Linked DNA regions of Mus musculus: region 2 is linked to region 1. A link is a contact called in public ChIA-PET data. All regions are on one chromosome and are shown on one strand. Each heading gives the region's core, a stretch centred on a gene start, on an enhancer-like site or on the middle of the called end of the contact. The rest is flanking DNA. Distances are from core to core; before and after follow the strand shown.

Evidence for each region. ChIA-PET counts read pairs in DNA pulled down with a chosen protein or histone mark.
Region 2: a contact with region 1 is called in an RNA polymerase II ChIA-PET map of memory CD8 T cells, with 38 read pairs. The contact joins the enhancer-like site here to the promoter of Nr4a3 in region 1. A contact is called at or near these places in 5 of 39 promoter capture datasets (the C10 cell line, hematopoietic stem and progenitor cells, pre-B cells and 1 more), 2 of 115 datasets of contacts at active chromatin or transcription factors (memory CD8 T cells and stem cell-derived neural progenitor cells) and 3 of 9 other capture datasets (adipose tissue, liver and pancreatic islet).

What each region holds. Positions count from the first base shown.
Region 1 is chr4:48,042,830-48,046,619 of GRCm38.p6, forward strand. Nr4a3 (nuclear receptor subfamily 4, group A, member 3) reads left to right here and starts at 2,476. Exons shown (of 8, transcript NM_015743.3): 1 at 2,476-2,887.
Region 2 is chr4:48,241,320-48,244,747 of GRCm38.p6, forward strand. Erp44 (endoplasmic reticulum protein 44) reads right to left here. Exons shown (of 12, transcript NM_029572.3): 2 at 2,158-2,230; 3 at 1-16. Among named protein-coding and RNA genes, the nearest start is that of Mir1958, 30 kb to the left of the region's middle. Within about 2 kb of position 1,267, at least 21 of the 459 cell types and tissues checked have an H3K27ac peak or open chromatin away from gene starts, as enhancers often do. A contact at or near this core is called in memory CD8 T cells, where this site is marked.

The sequences.
Region 1 (3,790 bases), core at 1,226-3,725:
GGCAGCTGCTGCTGCACCCATGATGCAAGTGCAGGCTGAGCCCCGGGCCGCCACCGCCGCCTCGACTCCTCCGTGACGTCCGGGATGGGTATCCCCGGCTCTCAGGAAGTGGTGGCCGCAGGCAGCTCCGCCCCCTCGCGAGTCGGGGCTGGTCGGGCAGGCTCGGTGGCGGGACCTGGCCCAGAGGCTTGCAATGCCCGGGCGAGCAGATGGGGAGGATCGCGCTCGGCCTTCGGGGCGCGCGCACCCCAGGCAGCGCGCCTCGCTCGCGCCCGCGCCTCCCTTCCAGCCCCCTACCCTCGGCCCCACGTTGCCGGGCATCAGACAGGGTCGAACCGAGTACAAGATGGCGACTCGGCAGTCCGCTCTCCGGGCAGAGTCGGGGCGCCCCTTAGCGCGGCGCGCGCGTGCGCGCGCCCGACGTCCCACTAAAAATAGCTGGGACCCGTCTATATTTGGTTCGCCGGATCCCGGCGCGGACGCGCGCGTCCCACCCCGCCCCGCCCCACGCCGCGCCGCGCTGAATGGAGACGGGAGGGGGTGACCGAGGGGAATCTACTCCGCTATCTGCCGCGCGCGCCGCCGCCTGGGCCCGGCCAACCGCCCAATTTAGAAACATCGCCTGCGTCAATCACGCGCCTCGCGTGCGTCAGCGCCGCGCGGCTCCAGGTCCTGCTCCCCCAACCCCCAGCCTTTGAATGGATTCAATGTAGGAGCGCCCTCCTTCCTTCTGGGCTAGGATGGGAACGCACCCGCAGCCAGGGGGCTCGGTTCCTCTGGACTGGGACAACTTTCGGAGCGTCCGCTCACGGTCTTAAGCACACCAGCCGGCTAAAGTGAAAGTGGAGGCGTAGACAGAGAGACACACTATGCATGTGTTGTTTTGTTTTTCGAGTTTCTGGTCCTAGTTCGAACCTTCTTAGATTCTGAAGCATGTGCTATGACTAGGGGATCCTATTCCCCCAACTTTGCCACCCACACGCTCAATTGTTGGGGCAGATCAAAAGAAAATGCCACTTGAGATTCTAGCAGACCACTGGAGACCGCGTCTGTCTGTGTTGTTTCATTCTAACGTCTTCGTAAAAAAAAATTTTTTTTTCTGAAAGAGGTTACTTTCAGTTAGCAGCAACCTTTGGAACTAAGAGTTCTTAACTCAAACATGTTTTGTTTTGTTTTGTTTTGTTTTTGTTATTTGTTTTGTTTTGTTCTCAGCAAGAAAGTGACACCCTAAATTTTTTTCCAGGAAAAAATCGCTGTCCCTTATACAGTCGCCCAGACTTTCTACATACTTGGAAGACAAATGTACCTCCCCCCCCCCGCCCCCCGCCCCAGGAGACCATAGTTAAGATCCCCTAGAGACAACCTAATGAATCCTGTTGACTGATTTTGAATATTTCATTTGAGAGGTGGAAGGGGAGGCATCTACAACCCTCAAATGCGAGTTGAGTTCCATGTCTGACCCGGTGCTGGGGAGTAGAGGAACAGTCAGACTCACTCAGCTGTTCAACACGTGTGGTGTGTTTGTTTTATATATAGTTTCTCGTGCAGCGCGCGCGTGGCTGGATGTGCACTTCTTTGGATTATAAAGCGTCCAGTCAAGAACCTCACACCATAAGTAAAAAGAAATAAAATCTTGTCCCTGGAACTGTCTGCATCCTAGGGTGAAACACTAACAGCATGACAGGAGGAAGAGGCAAATTAGCCTAGGCGCAGAGGGCCAGAGGGACGTAAACAGCCTTAGAACCATTGCATGAGGGAAGCACAGCTGCACCTCTGGGAGTCTTCGGCCTGGTGCCAGACTCCTTCAGCTGCGACTGCCAGGTCACTCGGAGAAGCTGGCTGGCGTAGCCTTCCCTTTCGGAAGAGCTGTCCTCTCTCTTACCCCCTGGACCTGGCTAGATGCCTCGGGGCAGCCTCGGAGGCGAGCCAGCAGCACTCCTCCAACTCTGCTCCACCCGGAGCCTGACAGCTGGGCGGTCCCGCCTGACCCGCGGGCGGGCTGCGGCACCCTCTGGTAGACCGGCGCCCTGGCAAGCGGCTCCCGTGCAGAGGGGTTGGCCGCGCGAATCTGAGAAGCCTCAGGGCTGGGGTCCGCAGCTCCCCGTGGTTTCCATTGTGCGGCCGTGAGAATGGCCGGAGGACGCGCGCACGCGCGCGCGCACACACACACACACACACACACACACACACACACACACCCTCGCACACGCGGAACCGGCTGGGCCAGGGGAGGGAGGAGGAGGGTGACGTAGCGTCCCATGTCGTCACATTGACGTCTCGCATTCCAGGCACTCTATGGAGAGGCTGCTAGGGCTCCTGTGGCATAAATGACGTGCCGAGAGAGCGAGCGAACGCGCAGCCGGGAGAGCCGAGTCTCCTGCCTCCCGCCCCCCACCCCTCCAGCGCCTGCTCCTCCTCCGCTCCCCATACACAGACACGCTCACACCCGCTCCTTCACTTGCACACACAGACAGACACACGCGCGCTCACACGCTCCGCACACACACTCCACTCTCTCCCGCGCGCTCACACCCCTCTCACCCGGCTCCCTCGCCAGTGTCGCGCCGCGCCGCGCCGCAGCCGGACGCCCCTCCAGGGCTCACTTTGCAACGCTGACAGAGCCCGCAGTGTCCGTGGAGGTGGGAAACGTGGCGACATCCTACCCCCTGGTCGCAGCCGGAGACTGGATGCCTGCGGAACCTCTCGGCGGCGCTCTCCCATGAGTTGGGATCGCAGCATCCCCCGCCAGCCGCTCACCGCCTCTGGGAGCCGCTGGGTTTGTGCACCGCAGCCCTTCCGGGACAGCAGCTGTGACTCTCCCCCAATCCAGATTTCGGGGTCGCTCTCTAGAAACTCGCTCTAAAGACGGAACCGCCACAGCACCCAAGTACGTACGATATGCCCAGTTAATGTGGGGACTTGCTTAAAAGTTGGCGCGCTGGGAAGTGTCGCTCCTGAAATTGACAACTTTTAATATGGGGTGGCCCCCTCCCGCCGCCTCCCCTTTCAGGTTTTCTCGCCCAGCTACCGGTGGGTTCCAAGCTGAAACTTTTCCCTTGTAGCTGGCCCTCAGGGACTCTGAAGCTTGTGAGATTCCTCTCCCCACCCAAAGAGGCTAAAAGCCTCTAACAAAGAGGAGGACCTGGATTTGTGCTGTAGCTGCTCCAGCGTCGTAATTCAGGGTATTTCGGCTCTAGTTGTCATGGTAATGATGCTCTCGGCGGCGGCGGCGGCGGCGGCAGCGGCTGCCGCTGAGGCAGAGTTGGAGCCCCGGTGATGAACGGCAGTAATTTTCCTGCCTTTTAAGTGGAATTGGAAATAGGGACTCTGGTGGGTCCGAGTTAATGTGTCTAATGGTGAAACGGAGCTGGTTGTCTGGGAGAAAGCTTAGGAGGGCCAGTGCCTGGGCAGCAGCGGCCGGAGTTTGCAGAGGCTCTGGAGGAGCTCAGCAAAGAGGGTGTAATTGTAGGAATGCGGCTTATTGTATTGAAATGAGCCCCGGGCTCCACTAGGCACGTCTGCCTGGCGTCGCCGACTTGCTGGTTTACACTTTTCCCCATGGAGGTAATCGGGTGTAATTGCCGACTCTCGCGCCCCGACACGCGTGGGGACCAGGTCCCTCTTCTCCAGGCCTTGGCTGGTGTGGGAAAGGCTTGTGTTACTTTTCAATGAGCTTTCGGAGAAGTTGCTCCGAGTGTTTTCTTCTTAGTAGAAAGGAAAGTTCTCGATGGTGAAAAGGGGAGCCGAGCAGCGGAGCGCAGCCGGCGGAGACTGGCTTTCAAAGGCACCT
Region 2 (3,428 bases), core at 17-2,516, 200 kb after region 1:
GCAACATCAGCATTATCTGAAATTTAAAAACAAAAACAAAGTTATTTGTGTCTATATTGACATACTTAAAAATACAATTTTTATCATGATATTTTCCATTTATAAACAGTCAGTTAAAGCTTTGAGATAATAGCTACCACTCATCCAGAAAGCCATACAGAAAGGTTGGCTTATATATAACTTAACCCTTTCTCTACCCCGTCCTGGGTCGCAATGTAAACTCAGCAATCCATCCTCGTAAAGGAGGATCGCCTGGAGCTTACTTAATAATCCATTTTTAAATATTTCATACACATAGTAACTGGGAACCAGTTCTGCAAGGTGAATTCTTCACTGAAGAGATCTGATCAATTACCTATGTCTCATTCTCAGACATCTACCTTGCTGCATTATAAAATCCACTTTTCCTAGTTCCTACCTACTTAATAATACTCTGTCACACAAAATCTCACCATTATTTGAATCTTTGGACGTAAGGACTCGAGAAAGACACACTATTGCTTCTTTTGATTAAACCCAACTCAGAAAAACTTAAATGGCCAACCAGTGACTGCCTGAAATTGAGACCCATTCCATGGGCAAGAACCAATCCCTGAAACTATTAATAATAGAAATTCTGTTTGTTATGCTTGCAGACAGGAACCTAGCATAACTGTCCTCTGAGAGGCTCCACAATGGAAAGAGATGCAGAGACACACCCAAACAGTTGATAGAGCTTGGGAGAAAAACTGAGGGACCTGAAGAGAACAGGGACTCCCCGACACTGAATCACCAACCAAAGAGTGGGCACGGGCTGGACCGAGGTCCCCTGAACATATGTAGCAGATGAGCAGCTTAGTTGTCATTCAGGTCCCCCAAACAAGTGGAGCAGGGGCTGTCCCTGAACCTGTTGCCTGCCTGTGGATCCCACACCTCTAAAAGAACAACCTTTTCTGACATCAGTGGGAGAGGATGTGCCTAGTCCTTCTGTGACTTGATGTGTGTATATATGGGGAGAGGAGGCCGGGGGGGGGGGGGGGGTTGACACCCAGAGAGGGACTTCTCCTTCTAAGGGGACTTGCATGAGGGGGTACTAGGAGAGGAAGGACTGATACTGGGTTGTAAAATGATAAATAAATTTAATAACAACAACAACAACAACCTCTTTCAGAACTCATGAAAACAATACACAAAGATGTTTCAGAATCTGGACGGTGACAGGGATGAGAAAAGTGCATACTCCAGGCTCCTTCCCCTTTTCCTCTCACATTTTTGGTTCACTTGCATGTTCACTCAAGCTGTGACTCACAAACTGGTTTCTGGACCAGAAGTTCCACCATCACACAGGAACTCACAGAAATGTAAATTAGGTGCGGTCCAGCAGCTTCTGCCAGGAACTGGAGCTGCCCAAGCAGCACGGAGAGTAATAAGACCTGGTATATAGATGCTGCTCTAGAGAGCTCATGAGGTGGCAATAGCGTCTTTTGACAGTTAAAGCTCCACAAACATAAACCAATGTAGGTAATTTTATTTCCTCTTCATCTCAAATACTTTTGGGTTTGGTCATATGCAAACCAGTGACATGGCATTTTTGGTTTTAGTTTTTTGGTTTTTGTTTTTTTTTTAAAGAAGGACGATTTATGGACACTGCAGACATTTTAAAATCTCCTATATTGTAATCACCCACCATATCAACCATGCCTTGACCTTTTCTTTAGTATCTGTAAAAATCAGAATATCCCCCAAGTTAATTCTATCTATAATTACAGTATCAGTAAATAATATAGTCAGTATAACAATTACTGAACTTAACTGGATGTTATTAAAAAGATGGGTGAATAAGTCATTTAATTAAAATGAAAGAAAGAAATTCTTGGCTCTTCTCTATGGCTCTTAATATTCAGAGTGTAAAGTGACAACTGCAGGCCTTATGAGACACCTCATGCACTGTCAGAAATGCTATCTACAACAAGACAAACAAGTTAGATGTCTTACAAAACAGGAAAGAAGGACACACTTTAAGAAATTTTACTAATAATCAAAACCTAAAGTACTTTTATACAATCAGTGAAATGAGCCAGAATCTCAGCTTGTTATCTACTATAGATAATTGAAATTTTATTTATAATTTATTTATAGAGAAGAAAACATACTTTAAAAAAAAATCAAGATACTTACTTAAAATTTCATCTATATTCTCTGAATCAAGACTTGCTATTTCAGCTGTTATAGGTGTAAAAATTGAAGTTACCTGAAAATTTAAAAATGTAAAATTAACAATTCCATAAAAAAATAAAGCAGTCTAAAACAGTAATAAAGTTGGCTCTACCTGTTTTTAGAAAATCATCTATCAATTGATTTAATCATTATTAGCTATTCTGACCTTCATTATTTATTAGAACAATAAAATAGAAATATTAACTTCCCCAGCCTAAAAATTGGTCAGAGAATTCTTATACTTCCAAATAGTTTGTAAATAACTAGGAAAATTATGAATTTATTCAGCCATTCTGAAAGTGCTGATATAAAACTAAGCTCAGTGACTCTAACCAGCATTCATCTCAGACAGAGCCTGGAGGACCTGCCTGGACAGCCCTCGTACTGCTTTCACTGTCTGTGATAATGATGTGTTATGTGTCAGCTACCCCAAGAAAAATAATGTTTTCACTTTCTCTTTAATGTGGAAATCCAAGTTCTAGCTTGTCAAAGAGAATCTAACCTAACAACTGCAATGCAGAGATAAGATCAAATTTTAAACCAAAGTAGCAAAGTTTTACTCAGTTTAGTAAGTAATATTTATTCTTAAGTTCCATCTTTACCTTAATGTATCTACTGCCCAGGGGATCTTTTGTTCAAAGCAGAATTTACACATGAAAACCCATCCACTGAATCACTGCTTTACAGTAAGTGAACACTAACGTCAGAGTTTAGTCAAATACTAAATACTGCCAGATACTCCATTGGACGCTACTACATGAACACTTATTTCTTATAACATGACATTTCAAAGTTTAGTAACTCACCAATAACTCAACTTTAGACAGATTGATAGACAGACAGACAGGCAGGCAGCAGGCATGCTGATGCTATGGAATACCTGTTTAAAAACACTGTACTAGGACATACGCAACAGATGAGACTGGCATCCAGCTGGGTTTGTTACAAGAACCCAAAGCAAGAAAATGCCTCCAACCCAAGGCTCTCTTCCCTCTGGGGAGTGAGGGGGTTTCCTATGAGCATTAACATTTCTATTAATGTGCAGTATGAAAAGTCTGCTTGAATTTTCATCAACTCCACCAGACTGGCAGATTACTTCTCTTTCTACCAGCCCTGGGCTAAATAAAGACTCTCGGGGGCAAACAATTTTATGCTTCAAATGCAGAGTTCACAAGAAATAAAGACAAGTGGGCCCCGGGCAAAGCGAAGTGAGGAATCACTATAGTTGAAGT